Regions from separate parts of the Drosophila melanogaster genome. Here region 1 is linked to region 2. Evidence: chromatin contacts called from public Hi-C data. All regions are on one chromosome and are shown on one strand. The core of a region is the stretch at or near the end of the contact, and the rest is flanking DNA. Distances in the headings are between cores, read along the strand shown.

Region 1 (4,113 bases), core at 75-2,574, 120 kb after region 2:
TGGGTAAATGTGAGTGTGTCAAAATTTAGCAACAAAGAAATTTATATTAAGTCATGCTATTGACGGCAACAACAAAAAAGCCAGCTAACTTAAACTTACCATTTTGATTCTCCTGCTTACTGCTAACGGTGGTTGTTCTTGATGTTCGTCCCTCCGATGGTTCTTGTTGTTGTTGTTAACCACAAAAAAAAAATCAACAGACCGCGCACCCACGCGTTTTTCGTTCTTTTCTTGGTTTTTTTTTGTGTTTTGTTTAAAATTTATATATTAATTTCTTTTTAACAATGCGTTTTTGATGCTGTCAACGGAACAGAACAATTGTGCGGCAAGTTAGATAGCAAATGCAGCAAATATAAAAGGCTGGACTCCGCAATTTTCAGCGCGTTAGAAATGTTTTTGTTGTTGTTGTTCTTCCTGTTGTTATTGGTGTTGCGATAATGACTGCATGCGTGTGTGCATGCGTGTGTGTTGTTGTTGTTGAGTGTGTTTTTCTTTTGTTGCTGCACGCGGTATTTCGCTTCGGATAAATTTGTTCGTATGCGTTGTACCGCGCAATACACGCAAAACGAGGAATCGGAATAAAGGAGGAAGGAAACGAGAACGAGACGAGAATGAAGCGACGAAGCCGAAAACACACGTAACATGCCAACTATCGCAACTAACGAGATGCCAACTAGATAGAGCTGGAAAAACATCGATGAGAATCGATAATGGTGAAGCGAGAAAACGTCAGTTTGACGATTATTGATAAGAATGCCGATGTATACTAAAACTTATATTTGGGCACACTTATTTATAGCGTGTTTGCTCTAAAAATATTAATAGCTTAATATTACTTATAATATATATATATGGAAAATATTTTAAAAATATAGATATTTAAATGAAAACATTTTAAATTGCACAAAGGGAGACATAATAAACTTACTTGGTATTTAAACAAATCTATCGGTCTGGCACGCGGTGCACACAAGACTATCGATAAATGGCGCGCGTCTTATTTCTTTATATTTCATGATATATATCCGTTAAATTCTAATCACGTTACAACAAAGTATATGCAAGTTTAACATGGTAAATGAGAAGCGAGCTTCAGCTGTTGCATTTAAATAAATGATGCCAACTGCAATGTACATTAATGCATTTAAATATGTTTTGCCAACTTTAATGTTCAGCTAATTTGTTTATGAAACTGAAAGTAATTAGAAGACTTTCAATCTAAAAAAAGTATAGAAAAAATATATATTGACATTCAAGATATTTAAGATACTTGTGGGGTATTAATTTGCAAAATTTCTGCAAACTTCGACGCTATCGATAAGCATCGATTATTCTTTTTCTTCCACCTCTAGCACCACATGCGTGTTGTTGCTTGGGCATCAAAATTTGTCGGTAAGTCTGGTTTTCCCGCTTTCAATTTCGCAATCCGCCGACACAAGTCCCTAAAAGTCCGCCGATTTCAGACGGTCCGCGTTGCTGATTGTTATTGAGAAGATAAGGAACGAGAAGAACCGGTACTACGCCAGGAGACAGGACTCAGGATCAAAGGCTTCCACGGACACGAAAAGGAATCCACATAGCTAACGAAATGCCTAACGACACTGTGGTAAAGGTGCAGGAGTACAAGGACTCGTTGATCCTCAAGGCAGAGCTGCTAATCACCAAGGGGTTCCCGGAGAATATCGTCCGGCTGAACGAGCTGCTGGCCACGCCGATCTTCAACGAGCGCAACTTCGAAGAAGTGCACCAGGACCTCAACATCCCGGTCCTGCCGCCTCTCCTGGTTAAAAACGAGTTGGAGGATCGTGACAGTCTGCCCACCAAGCGCCAGCGCGTGGATGTCATCGTCTCTGGGCAGCCTGTCATGGGTCTGCCCGCCGGTACAGTGCCGTGCAACAAGCCGCTCTGCGAGATGATCAAGGTCGTCAAGCCTATCATCAGGAAGCTTGTGGAGGATTGTAAGTACACCGTATATTCAAGCGTCTCAACCTAATAAATGTTTTTATGCTATTCAAGAGCCCCTTCAATTTTCCTAAAACAATGAATTCCAAGAATTTTTACATTCGAACGGTACAAATGCCAGTAGCTAAAGTTTTGCCTGACATTAAGCTTTTTAATGAATACCTAGTAATTTCTGAATTGATTTCTTTTGCAGCCAATCTACTTAAGATGTGGATCTCCTTTATGATACCCAAGATCGAGGATGGCAACAACTTTGGCGTCTCCATTCAAGAGGACACGCTTGCCGAAATTCAAACTGTGGAATCCGAGGCGGCCGCCTTCTTTGACCAGATATCGCGCTATTTCTTGTCGCGCGCCAAGGTGGTGTCCAAGGTGGCCAAGTATCCGCACATCGATGATTATCGGCGCGCAGTCGTCGAACTTGACGAGAAGGAGTACCTCAGCTTGTGGCTGGTCGTTTGTGAGGTCCGCAATCGCTACTCCTCGCTGCACGACATTGTTATTAAGAACCTCGAGAAGCTAAAGAAGCCGCGCTCCTCAAATACCGAAAGCCTGTATTAGGCTAGGTATTTCCGAAGCCCGAGCCTCAACTTTTTTTTTTCCTTTCCATCATCTTACTTTTCAATCAATAATCAGCCCGTAGAGCGGACGGTCAGCAATTCTTGTCGCTACTCAAAAAGCTAAGATTTTCCAATTCGGTTTACAAACATCAAAATTCTTTAATTGAAGAGCAGTGATTGAACAATAGCTGTAGCCTAACTACCATCAACTATTAATCCATTTGTACTACGTCTAGAATGTAATGTTGAGATTGGCGTACAATACAAGAAACCGATGCTGTATAGATTCCACTAATAGCTATAGCTATGCATAAAAAGAATAGGCGAGCTCCATTGACACATTTTTTCAACATTTCCTAATGTAAATTTATAACACGGGCGCCCCTCATACGGAAAATGTCCTTAAAAATGTGTGAAATATAAATCTTTATAAGTAATTCGCTCCGAATAGGTAACACTGTGCTTGTTTTCTTGTTTTACGTATTGACTATGGGTTCTACTTTGGGGATTGATATCTATCGCAAAATCGAAACAGGCGCCCAGACATTTAATAAGGTGGAAATTATTGCATTCGATGCGGCCAATCGAAAAAGACAACCTTCTGATTTAACAGTTCAGAAAATTCTTAACGTTACTATGAATTAAAAATGCCCGCCAAAATGTCACATAGTAAATTCTTTTGCGTTCGATATTTGTTTAAAACTGGAAAAAAAAACAAGAATTAAATATTGCTTACCAAATCTACCAATTCTGTATATATGCACAATTTCTTTAAGTGTGTTTGCCAGACAGCTGCAATGCTATAGCTGCCTGCTACGGCACTTCGGTTCGAACATGTTCGCTTCAAACGCCCGCCAAACAGAAAATTCAAAACACCAAATGGTTTAAAAAAAAGGAAGTGTATATTGAATAAATCAAGAACATAATTACTATTTACAGCTAGTACTATCGAATTTATATTTACAACTAATTTAACTACATCTCGACCCCATACATACAAAAACATACATAAAAAACTAACATCTCTAGTTTTTTTCTCACAATTTTAAAAACTATCACTTAGAATAGCTGACGGAAAACAAACAAAATAAGAATATTCTTGCTGGTGTGTGCTAAATTTAGTTGCGTGGATTATTTATAGTAATGCATTAAGTTAGTGCTAATACTTTCGATTTCTTTTTTTTTTATTTAATTATTTTCTTTTGATCCTAACTCGTGTCCGGTAAATTGGACTTTCGATTCGATTTCGAGGCACTTTTAATTTGTTGTTGGCAGTGGTTAAGTATATATTCTATATTCGGAATTTTCTCGTCGTTCCCTACAACTTAGCCTGTAAGGCTTAAATCTATATATGACAATAACATTTTTCACAAAGATTATCAACGTTTTGGGCTTAGCTAAATCTTTAAATCTAAGCTCAGTACTGACATCAGCTAGATATAAAGTAGGTTCTTTATATTTTTTTTGGGTTTCAAGACATTACAATCAAAAGGCAATCCCCAGCATTATTTTTTGTTTTGTTTTGTTGGGTCTAATTCTTAAGTGTTTAGCATTCTTTAATTAGTTGCAGATGTTTTAAAAGCACCATTAG
Region 2 (4,400 bases), core at 1,750-4,249:
AATGAGAGCGATTTTGTTTTTGTTTGCGAAGTTTTTTTTTCCCTGGCAGCAATTCAATTCAACAATTAGCCACTACAACAACAGCACGTCATAAAAAATAACGCTATTTGTAAACATGCGAAAGAGGAGACACGGCACAATGTCCGATGAACGAATGTGGGCAGGGTGCGGCGGAGGTGGGAATATGTGAGGCCCAAAAAAAATGACAACAACAGTAACGGGCATATCAAGACATTACTCCGGAAATGCCAAAAAGTAACCAATGGCGGAGAGCGAGAGAGGAAGAGAGCACCAAACGCGAGTAGAGAGACGCACACATGCAAAAAGTAAATAAAAAGTATGTAAGTAAATAAATAACAACACTTGATGGCAGATGAAAATCCAATAAGAAAAATATACAAGACAAATATGCAAAAACTTAAATGTATAACAAAAGGAAGGGGAAAAGAAACGAAAAAAGGCGGTGGGTGGTCTCACAACCGTGGGCACAATAACGTCATCTCTTACATGAAAAATTTAAAATTTCTATCAATTTAAGCCTCATAAATAATCGAATAACGACAACTTTTGTCTTTAATAAACCAATTTTGTTCTGATAAATTAACATATAGACCGTTATATTTTGTTAGCTATTTATTCATTTAACTTTTGCTCGCTCATTATGTACCACGAACTTGAAAATCTATTCAATAGCTGATTACACTGTTAAAATTTGGGTGTGATTTTAAGTACCCCTGAAATTCGCGGAAACTATTAACCACTACTAATCTAATCGAATCGAAATGTATTTGATTATTCAAAAACCCATTAGGCATTTTCTGGGGTTCATGTATCAAACAGTTATGGTACCAGGAATTGTTAATCTAATCGAGGCGAAAATAAATTGACGCGGTTCACAGCTGTTAATACCACTGTAGATTTGACTTCTTTTTATTTTTGTTTGGCCCAACAAAAGGCCGAAAACAAGTTGGGTACGCTTTTGGTGTTCGCACTTGGCCTGTCTTATCTATGCAATCGGAAAAACAGAACGGGAAATCGGAGGGGGGGAAAAGCGGCAGAGCTACGGGGTTGACGGGGCGCTGCTGAGGTGCTGGAATGGGGGATTATGAGCAGCTGTTATGCAGTCGGGGAATCGATAGCGTTTGCCCTTTGTTGGCGGCATCCAAATGCTCCAAAGTAAACCCAATGGCAATAGCAATGGGAAAAGCCAAGAAAAGAGCACTTCTCTTATCACAATTTAAGCACACATACATGTATGTACACACACACACGCGCACATACACAGCTTATTGGGCAATGACAATTTATTAACAAAATATTTACACAAATGCGGACAAAAGATGGTTTTGTGGCTTGCGGTTGGCGGTACGGTATATATAGATTTTTGGTGACCATTTTTGGGGATCACGATTTTTCTCAGCCCACTTTTATTACCACTTAACAAACTGTCTACAGTTGCGGTCAGAGAAATGTTGGCTTAAATCCACACCTGTCACAGAGGATCAATAAAGATTTCACCTGTCTAATGTTCGATCGATAAAACATTGATCTTTCTGCGAATTAATATCAAAAATGTTGTTTGTGCGTTTGGAAATTTACTTGGAAAGTTTTACCACGTTTTTGGCGGCCAAAACTGTTTTTCGACAACGATTTACTTTCGAAAGTAGAGAATTATCGAATATTCGAATCGGGAAAGTCTCGTTGGAAAATTTTGAGTTACAGTACGCAGTTTGATAAGCTATCATTTTTAGATAGCGGTTTAGAGTATTCCCTGGTACATGGAGTTTAGTTGTGACATTATATTTTGTTATATTTTTCTTCAACGATTTTCAAAGATTCAGGTAACTACAGTGTTTTTCTAGTTGATCCCAATTAATTTTATATATTAAAGATTTAGTAGGAAGTTAACGAAAAGAGGACTTACGCATGGGCAGTGTGGGCGTGGCTCGCGACACTCTAGTTGTCGGCGGGGTGTATGTTCCACCGAAGGTGCCCGTCGCCGGTGCTGCGGATGCAAATGCGGATGCGGATGAGGATGATGACGAGGCGCTGGCGCTGCCGAAGGGCGTCGCATGAGGAACTGGAGGTGCTGGACGCTGGGCTATGCTGATACCCGATCCGGAAACGGAACCTGCGCCCAAGGAAGGTGCGTGGGTGGCGGATGTGGCTGCGGATGCGGATGTCGCCAGGGGCGGGACGCGGGCAGATGGAACGGAACCGGAAACGACAGGGCCGCGCGCACCGGAGAGGACGATCTGGTCGTGGGACTCATTCTGCGCCTGGAGCTTTGCCTCCAAGGATTGCAGCCGACTGCCGATCGTTTCGAACTCAATGGTGGACATTATATCGAGTCGATTTGGTTCGATTTTTTATAGTTAGTTGCTAGTATCGTTGGATTTTGGTATTTATTAAATTTTTTTCGCCGTTTTTTGGCCAGCACTTCTTCGATTTTCCTCTCACTCACTCCCTCTCTCTCACACACACACAAGCGCGCGCAGGCGGGGGAGGGTGCGTGTGTGTGTGAATTGTTTTGCTGTGCGCCCTGTTTGTTTTGTCGCTGATGTTGTTGTTGTTCGGCGGCACACATACACTGTAAACTTTACACTTGCAAAAATAAAGGATTGCTTGGACTTTTGTTGTTTGCCAAGGGGGGGCACAAAAACAAAATCGAAAAAAGGAAAACACAGTCACTGTGCATTAGAGAGAGACATCCTCACCCCCACACACGCACACACACAGGCATACACGCAGCGCCCTCTCTCTCTTTCTTTTTCAGCAGCAACGGCAACAACAACTTGCGATTTTTTCCTCCTTTTTTGGGAGAATATTTCATCGGTTGTTTTCCTTTCGCGGCGCTGTTTGTCGCACTTCTGCAATCGATTCGTTTCGCGACCGCGGGCGGCGGTATCACTGGCACAATTTGATCACTCGCTTTTGTACGTTTTTGCTGCCTAAATCGCGTGTACAATAGTGATGTAAAAAAACATCGATGCATCAGCCATCGATGGTTCTTCGCCGATAATTCTTAATATCTTTTTTCGTGCCTATCGATGGTTTGCAAAACATCGGCACCTCAGAAACAGTTTTCGAACTAGGAACGGCATCTAAAACTATGTAGGATTTTATTTTACCGAGATAGAATAATTTTCAGAGGATATTTCATACAAATATAATATAACTATAATAGATTTTTCAAATTCAAATTGGTCGATTCGAGAGACTTCGTTGTTCTTGTACTTAAAATAATAATATAAGGTCTACCTATTTATTAATTAATAAAATAATAAATTATTTTAGTACAATTCTAAAACATCGAATTCTATATGTTCAGTCAAACTTGCAACATTACGTATCGAAAACGGAGTGACCAAAGTGCTAAAAAGAATCATAAATATACCGAAATGCAACTTAAGATGGGCATCACTTGGCTAGAACTTATTAAGTTTTCCCTTAAAATAAATGTCTATAAATGTATAAATAAAAAATTAAAGAAAATAAACAAACATTAAAAAATAGGTATGAAGAATATACGGAACAACTTTCTAGAAGGCTTACAAAGAGATATAGATATAATCGATACCTAACTTAATTATCTAAATTCGTTGCAGGTGGAAGCAAATTTATTATCGAGGCACTTCGATTTATTTGTATGACGATACTATAGCTGCACTCGTTGGGATATATCGATAGGACCAACTGCGGCTGGCCAGCGCTAGTGGAAAAGAGAGAAAAACGAGAAGAGAAGCGAAAAGCGATCGGTGAACAGTGCAAAAAGTGCGGAAAGGAAAGCAAAGGCAATAGCGAAAGGTTGGGCGGCAAAACCCGGGCCACACGATCCACACCGATCCGATCCCCATATCACCGACCCGCATCCGAATCCTGACCTGACCAAATGCGGTAAAAATAGCCGCACCGCATCGCATCCGATTCGCACCGAACCGCCAAGTCTTGCAGAATCCGCCAGAAAACACCAAGGAAAGTCGTGGAGAGGAGAGGGTATATATAGCATATAGCATATAGGATATAGGATATAGAAGGGCCTACCAAAATGTCCAAACGCCACCGCCTCACGCCCTTTACCATTGCCAAGGAGCCAGAGGCCGCCATGTAAGTCAAAATGGTCAAATCCTGGCCAGAAACGAATTGTGAATTGAACTACATTCGGCAATCCTTTTAGAGTCCCGCCACGCAACCTGGACTCGCGGGCCACCATCCAAATTGGCGACCGGACCTTTGACATCGATGCAGATAGTCTCGAGAAGATCTGCGATCTGGGCCGTGGCGCCTATGGCATCGTGGATAAGATGCGCCATAAGCAAACCGATACGGTCCTGGCCGTCAAACGCATACCCATGACCGTAAATATTCGAGAACAGCACCGCCTTGTAATGGATTTGGAC

Evidence for each region. Hi-C and Micro-C count contacts between places; a contact is called where the count stands out from the background.
Region 1: a contact with region 2 is called in a Hi-C map of the Kc167 cell line, with 4 times the contacts expected there. The contact joins the promoter of REG here to the promoter of hep in region 2. A contact is called at or near these places in 11 of 107 Hi-C or Micro-C datasets (the D17-c3 cell line, the Kc167 cell line, the OSC cell line and 6 more).

What each region holds. Positions count from the first base shown.
Region 1 is chrX:13,211,001-13,215,113 of dm6, forward strand. It overlaps REG (Proteasome regulator gamma), which reads left to right and starts at 1,325. Exons shown (of 3, transcript NM_001272573.2): 1 at 1,325-1,392; 2 at 1,450-1,958; 3 at 2,156-3,408. The coding sequence starts at 1,589. The coding sequence ends at 2,523. It overlaps sno (strawberry notch), which reads right to left and starts at 674. Exons shown (of 12, transcript NM_078589.4): 1 at 100-674. The coding sequence starts at 102. It also overlaps a transcript of mew not described here.
Region 2 is chrX:13,087,435-13,091,834 of dm6, forward strand. hep (hemipterous) reads right to left here and starts at 3,000. Exons shown (of 10, transcript NM_001298253.1): 1 at 1,925-3,000. The coding sequence starts at 2,342. It overlaps lic (licorne), which reads left to right and starts at 3,711. Exons shown (of 5, transcript NM_057814.4): 1 at 3,711-4,107; 2 at 4,178-4,400. The coding sequence starts at 4,049.